Regions from separate parts of the Pan troglodytes genome. Here region 2 is linked to region 1. A link is a contact called in public Hi-C data. All regions are on one chromosome and are shown on one strand. The core of a region is the stretch at or near the end of the contact, and the rest is flanking DNA. Distances in the headings are between cores, read along the strand shown.

Evidence for each region. Hi-C and Micro-C count contacts between places; a contact is called where the count stands out from the background.
Region 2: a Hi-C map of stem cell-derived neural progenitor cells shows a contact between it and region 1, with 5 times the contacts expected there. The contact joins the enhancer-like site here to the promoter of NEDD4L in region 1. A contact is called at or near these places in 5 of 7 Hi-C or Micro-C datasets (blood, induced pluripotent stem cells, a lymphoblastoid cell line and 1 more), 1 of 1 datasets of contacts at active chromatin or transcription factors (stem cell-derived excitatory neurons) and 1 of 1 other capture datasets (stem cell-derived neural stem cells).

Annotation. Positions count from the first base shown.
Region 1 is chr17:68,102,424-68,105,457 of NHGRI_mPanTro3-v2.0_pri, forward strand. It overlaps NEDD4L (NEDD4 like E3 ubiquitin protein ligase), which reads left to right and starts at 1,360. Exons shown (of 31, transcript XM_001140979.7): 1 at 1,360-1,866. The coding sequence starts at 1,819.
Region 2 is chr17:68,175,249-68,178,725 of NHGRI_mPanTro3-v2.0_pri, forward strand. The region is part of intron 1 of NEDD4L (NEDD4 like E3 ubiquitin protein ligase); the gene reads left to right. Among named protein-coding and RNA genes, the nearest start is that of NEDD4L, 73 kb to the left of the region's middle. Within about 2 kb of position 2,168, at least 6 of the 24 cell types and tissues checked have an H3K27ac peak or open chromatin away from gene starts, as enhancers often do. A contact at or near this core is called in stem cell-derived neural progenitor cells and stem cell-derived neural stem cells, where this site is marked.

The DNA of each region.
Region 1 (3,034 bases), core at 110-2,609:
AGGTTTGAAAGGGTTGAAAAACCTCAGTATTGAAAGAATGGACAGAAATCTGACTTTTAAATAGTCCTCCATAAATAGTTCTCATCGGGGGTTTTGTGGCCTGTAAGTACTGTGGACTTGATGGCTCAAGACTTCTAGAGAAGGCTTCTGAGTAGGATGTTGACTCCATGGGGCTAAGTCGTCAAAGGAAACCCATTCTACGGCACAGGTTTTAAGCCACTCATGCTGCAGGGAGGCAAAGGAGAGCTTAAGGTAGCATGAAAACGAACTAACAGGACGAACAGCAGATAGTTATGTAGCTGGCAACGAGGAATATGATTCTTTCGGGTCACGCGAGTTCTCTCTTAACTTCCTTGAACGAAAATCCTAAATGCATCCTGGTAATACCCAAGTAGGCACTTTGACGTTTCCTTTTCAAAGGCAAATGGAATGTTCTGCGTCTGTTTTCTTTTTGAACTCCCAACTGCACTTAACATCTAAATTTAAGGAAAGGCTTCCGAAAAAGTCGACTGACGAATTTCTTTCACTTATTTAAAGTATTCTCTTGCAGTCCTATAAATCGGAAGGATTAAATGAACTGCTTGCTAGAGAAACAGTAGCTGGGAGGTGGGTCTTATTAGCTACGGTGGCTAATAAGACGTCTCGATCATTTGCATATGCAAAGGATAACCTTAAGCTTGAGTTTGATATTTCACGTTGCGGCTCACAAATGAACTGCTTTTTATTCGAAGAACCATGCTGTCTGTTTTCGCGTGGGTGGGTGTGTAACCGGGGCGGGCGCTATGTTGGTTTTGTTCCCTGCAAGATTGACACAGGCAATGGCGACTTGCGGCCACACTGGGGCAGCCTCTCCTCGGCTGGCAGCCGGGCCGGGCGGCTCGCTCCCGGGAGCTGACAATGTAGACAAGTCCTGCTCGTCGGGGCCGCAAAGAATTTAAAGGGGTCTAGAAACATCCATCTTTTCCCCTTTTCACAGTTAACAGCGAGCTCAGAGCTCTCGGTAAAAAGACCACCGGGAGGAAGAAACGCTCAGGGCGTTTTTGTTATTGTTCGCAAAATCCTCTATCGCCCCCAAACGTCCAGCCCGCCCCCTCCCTAAAGCGGAGGGAACCCGGGAGAGGAGGGAGGGTCGGCGGCGCCGGCCAAGCGCGCCAGTACACGCCCCTGCGGATCCGCCCCGCGGCCGGGTGACCCCCGCCGCGCCGCGCCGCGCTGGAGGCCCCGGGCCGGGGTGGGCGTGGGGCTGAACTCCGCCACCCCCGCAGCCTGCGGCCCGCTCCCCAGCCCGGCCTGTGATTGGCTTGGGGGGCGCGTGCGCCCGCCCCGGCGAACGGGGAGGGTACCCTCGCGGCGCCGGTGGGAGGAGGCGGAGGAGGGGGCGGAGAGAGCGGGGGCCCGGACGGAGCTAGCGAGGAGGCGGGCGAGCCGGGTCCCCGGGAGCGCAGAGGAGGCTCGGAGAGGGGCGGAGAGCGGCGGGGCGGGAGGGAGGCGCGGGTCGCGGGGAGGGAAAGCCCGGCCGGGTCTGCGCCGCCGCCGCGCGCAGGGAGAGGCGCCGGGGCTGCCGCCCGGTGCTCGGCGCGCTCTCGGGAGCCGCCCGCCCGCTGGTCCCGCAGCCTTCCGGGAGGAAGCGGTGCCGGCAGCGTCCGGGGCGCGCTCTCGGGCACCCTCACCTGCCGGCGCCCGGCCGCTTACCCGGCAGGGCGTGCGCAGGGTAGGGTGCGGGACCGGGGGGACCTGGAGGCAGAGGGGAGAACCGGCCGTCCGCGCCGCAGCACAGCCGCTGGGAGCGCCTCAGACCCCGCGCGGGGCGCCGGCTCCATGGCGACCGGGCTCGGGGAGCCGGTCTATGGACTTTCCGAAGACGAGGTGAGTGGCACCCCCTTCCTGCTCGGGACTCCCCGGGGAGTTCCTATCCCGCGCCGGCAGGGGGAGGGGAAAGGGGCCGTCCCCGGGGTGCTCGTGCCCAGCGTCTGCAGGGGAGCCCCAAAGCGGGAGCGCCCCGGAGCGGGATCCAGGGGAGCTTGGGTCCTTCCGCACCCTCCACCCTCCGCAAGCCGAGCTCATTGTTTGTAAATAAAGCGGCGCGACGCCCTTGGAGCTGGGGGTTCACTCCGCAGCTCCTCGCTTTTGGGAGGAGAGGGAGGGGGCATGCGTGCCTCTCTTGCCTCTTCCTCTCCAAGCAGCGTCTCCCGGGGCTGTTGGGCAACTTTCCGCCTCTCGCCCCTGCAGCCCGGGAGTCCATGATGCATGTCACGTCTGGGTCGCGCGGCTGGAGACCCGGGACTGCGGAGAAGCCGGATCGTTTCCCCCTGGAACTTTCTCTCTCATGATTGTGTGGATCAGCAGGCGCTCAGAAGCCTGTGCGTGCTTATCCCGGCGGGAATGGGGGACACGCTGCGTGTGTCCCTCCCCTCGTTTTGCAAAGTCTACGGCCAGGATTGTGGATTTCGGAGCCTCGGTGGGGGAGGTGTTCAAGGCTGGTGGCAGGTGCTCCTGGAAACTTGGGGAGGAAGCTTGCAGCCCTGCCATTTTTTCCTCCCGAGGATTCAAAGCCCGGCACCTCCGGGGTGGGTGGGGAGAGGAAAGCTTAATTGATCTCTTTTATTAATAAAGCGAATGAATAAGCCACGCCTCCCGGGCGGTCGGTTTCACTGGAAAGGGCTTTGTTTTTACCTTCACTCTCTCTTCCGTGTCTCCCACTCCCCCCTTTTGAAACAATCCTGCTAAATCACTGCCTAGTCCTCTCTCGACCAGCCACGCTCGGCTCTTATTGGTATGTTGCTCTGCCAAAAAGGGGGGTGGGACGCTTGTCGCGGGCGCGGCGTGACAGGCAGGCTGGATGGAGCAGGTAGGAGTGGTTTGCCATCTGGCGGGGTGCGCACTCAGGTCTGGCTCCCCTTTCGAGAGGTGAATTTACAACCCAAGAAGCATTACTCAGCAGGGAGGTATTTCCTATCCTGGTTGTGCATTTCATGAAAAGTTGATGCCTGGAAATTCAGGCGTTCTCGATTTCTCTTTCTTCCCCTCCCTCCTT
Region 2 (3,477 bases), core at 918-3,417, 74 kb after region 1:
CAAACTTGACATTATAGATCTTGAAATAGGATTATTTTTCCCTTGCTAAGAGGTTAGCAAAATCAGTACAGTGTGTCTATTTGACAGGCCCTAGAAAGCACTCTACGTTTGTTAACTTTAAATTTGGGTTGGAAATTGATGTTATTGGAGGAGCAAGGCGTGTTTAGGCCTGATGATTTTTGGGTAGCTTGACCAAACCCGGTACAGCCAACTTTCCCCCAAAACTACTGTGTCCTTCTCAGTGGTTCCTGTGCCTGCACAGGGACCCAGCGCACACCCCAGTGTGCCTCTTTGGGCTCTGGCTAACTTAGGCTGACATCCTGATAGAACGCAGTGACCACCTGGTCATTTGATTACAGCGCTTCTTCCAGACAGCACGCTCAGAATTGCGTTTCTTACTTCCAGTCTTCTGGCCCTGTAAGCATTTTCTGTGAGTCACCAAATCAACCATAAAATCATTTAATTTTATGGAAGTGGAAAATCAGACTTATTAAAATACTGTGTTTTTGTTTTAAAGCTCAGAGGTATAGAGATCCATGAATTTTTTTCCATGCCTTCTCATAATGTGGTTTTGGTTTAGCTGCGGTTCTTCCAGGTGCAGATGTCAGCCCTCTGCAGATCTGCTGCATCAGAATTTATGGCCTGGGTCTTAGGAATTTGCAATTTAAAATAACCCCTTCAGGTGCGTCTAATGCAGCCTAAATTTGGGGCCAGCTCATGGGTTGTAAACTGTACTGCCCTATACAATAGTAGCACAGTTCTAGGCTCAAGGGACTCAAGGGGGTCCAGTAAGTACAGTTCACCAGAGAAATAACAAAAGCATTTGCAGAGGGAGACCAGAGCATCATCTTTGTTAGGGCAAAGGCTTAACATAGAGGAATGTGGCTTCTATGTCCAGGCCAGTGGGCTTCCTAACACAGAACATGGAATTAGGCAGACTTATCCCCCATGCCCACCCCGGTGAGTGCCAGCATGGGCTTGAGCTGCTCTTCACACTGATGGTCCATCCTTTGGACTGATCTCCTTGTGAAGGATACAATACAGCAAGGAGCGGGGGCTTGGCTTGGCACAGCCAGTTCTTTACCCAAACTCCTGCCAACACTGGCCCTTCTTTCTTACCCTGGTTGGAGTGTGTGAGGGTGGGAGAGGCAGGAGGAATATGCTGGACAGAGCTTCTTCCATCTAGAAGGGAATTTCAGGAGTAAGAAAGCAGCAGCTCTTAACATACCTGGGAGAAAGCAAGTGCTTAGTAAACAGTTGAGGAATGAACTAAAAATTTTCAGACAGATTTTCCTCTTCTGGAGCATTTGCAGAACCGCCTCTTTGCTCAAGTGCTTTGTTTTTTACAGATTCATTTAAGGTCATGGTTCCAGACACTAATGTAAATCAGCACATATATTATTGAAGAAGTAGAATACCTCCAGGCCCAGTTGCCTTGGAGCAGGAAAAACAGTTCATCCTCATTACCATCCAGAATAATTTATGTTCGAGATAATACACAATCAATTTACTTTTTATCATATTCGAATTTGATTTGTGTACACTTTTGAGTTTGGATGTCAGCCACATTGCTTCTGTGTGTTAATCTTTATTTACGGGAATAAATGGGAAGCAGTCAGCCATTTTTTATTCTTTATTGGGGAACTGCATTATAGTGGAAAAGGTAAAATTATAAGCTAATGAGACCAGAGGTCTGTATGTATGAAAACCATACTCATCGCTTCACAGTTGTCTTTGAACCAGTTTCCCTGGGATTGTTCGAAATGTAGCAAACGTGGCTCACGGTTACCCTGACAGGGCCAGAGCAATAGGGGGAGGTGTGGGCACCTGTATACATTTGTGTTGAAAAATGTACCCAGGCTATTCTGAAGTCCTTTCCTGCCCCCAGCCTGGTTTCTGGGCCTCTCTGGAGTCTCTCTTTCTGGCACTTGTGTTCTGGAATCGCTTATCAGCCTGGACTCCTTCATCAGCAGCTGCCACAGTGTCTTTGTAGTCACACCACACACCTATATACTCCATGACATGGAGTGTATAGAATGTTTCCTGTCTTCCTTGTCAGTGCTGCCAGGAGAAGCTTCCCCTCTCCTAACCTCTGGATAGTGGCTGGCTCTGCTTTATTCAGGCATTGCTTTCATTTTTTAGAACAGCTGCTCCAGTATGCTTAGTGTGAATGACAGCCCAGCAGAAAGAATGGACTTGACACTGGAGACTGCACCACTCCACATTTCTTTGTCCCCTCAAGATGACTTAACTAGCTCCCTTCCCTTTTCCTTCATGCAATAGCCTCAGAAGTTCGGCTGGCATTGCCAAGTTGTTAGAGTGAACCTTAACCTGTGTATGACTCAGAATTCACATCTGCTGTGTCAGTGAACACACAGATCTCTTTGTGAACACATGGTTATCAAGATGCACATGCTCTTACATATCCTGCCGGATTCTGGTAAGGCGCTGCTTGCGCAGTAAGCACTTGTCAGGTGCTTATGATGCCTGTGACGTGAGGCTGTGGATGCAGAATTTGTGGTCTGAACATTTTTGAGTAGATAAAAATGGAAACTGAAATTGGTGAAGCAGACTTGTGGCTTTTCCTATTTTCTCATCTCTTTTATGGATATAACTAGAAGCTCTGCTTCATCAATGAGTGTGTTAAAACAATTTGTTTACAAAATCCTATTTATTAAAATAAAAATCTTAAAGAACTGCGCTGCTGCTTTTCAGTGCTCGCCACTCTAGGAACCTGTATTCCTCCTCTTGTTCATCCTCCCTTTTCTTCTTTTTTGTTTTGTTGTTGTTTGTGTGTATGTATGTGTCTGTGTGTGTGTGGCGGGGTGGTGGGGGTGGTGTTGCCAAATCTTTTGCACTGAATCTTTGAAGATGTCCTGAAATACTTACCAAATCACTAGAGCGAAGAGAAGCCCATCTGATTTCTTCATCTCCCAGCTGAGGAAGGACACACTTTCTCCCACTCTCCTGTGAAGGCCCCTGTGTCCTGGGGGTAGGGGAGCTGACATCACACTCAGTGCTGACATTTCTTGTTCCCTGGGTGGGCGCTGATTCCAGATCCTCTTCAGCCCCCCAAGCTGAACTGGGTTTCTCTTGAAGGTCCTAACCTCAGCTCACACCACCTGCTACTACCTTTCTGGGTCTTGGATTTTGTTCTTACCCAGGCCCCGGGGTCATCCCAAAGGCTCTTGATAGCCCTGTGGCTGTGCTTGCTAATACACTGTCCTCATCTTTTGTCAGCGAAGTAAATCCAATAATGTTTCCTTCTCTTTAATCCAAGCCAGTCTTCATTGAAAACACTTCACCTCTAAGCTCTCAGGCTCTGCAGTCTGCCCTCTCCAACCTTACCCCTCATGCCCCACCTTCCCTTTGTCCCTATCTTTCCCTTCTGTTCCAGTCATTCTCATGGGGCATGGGGAGTGGAAGCCTGGGAGGGCTTTGCCAAAGTCCAGTTGCCTGCTCACTTTCCTAAGGGCC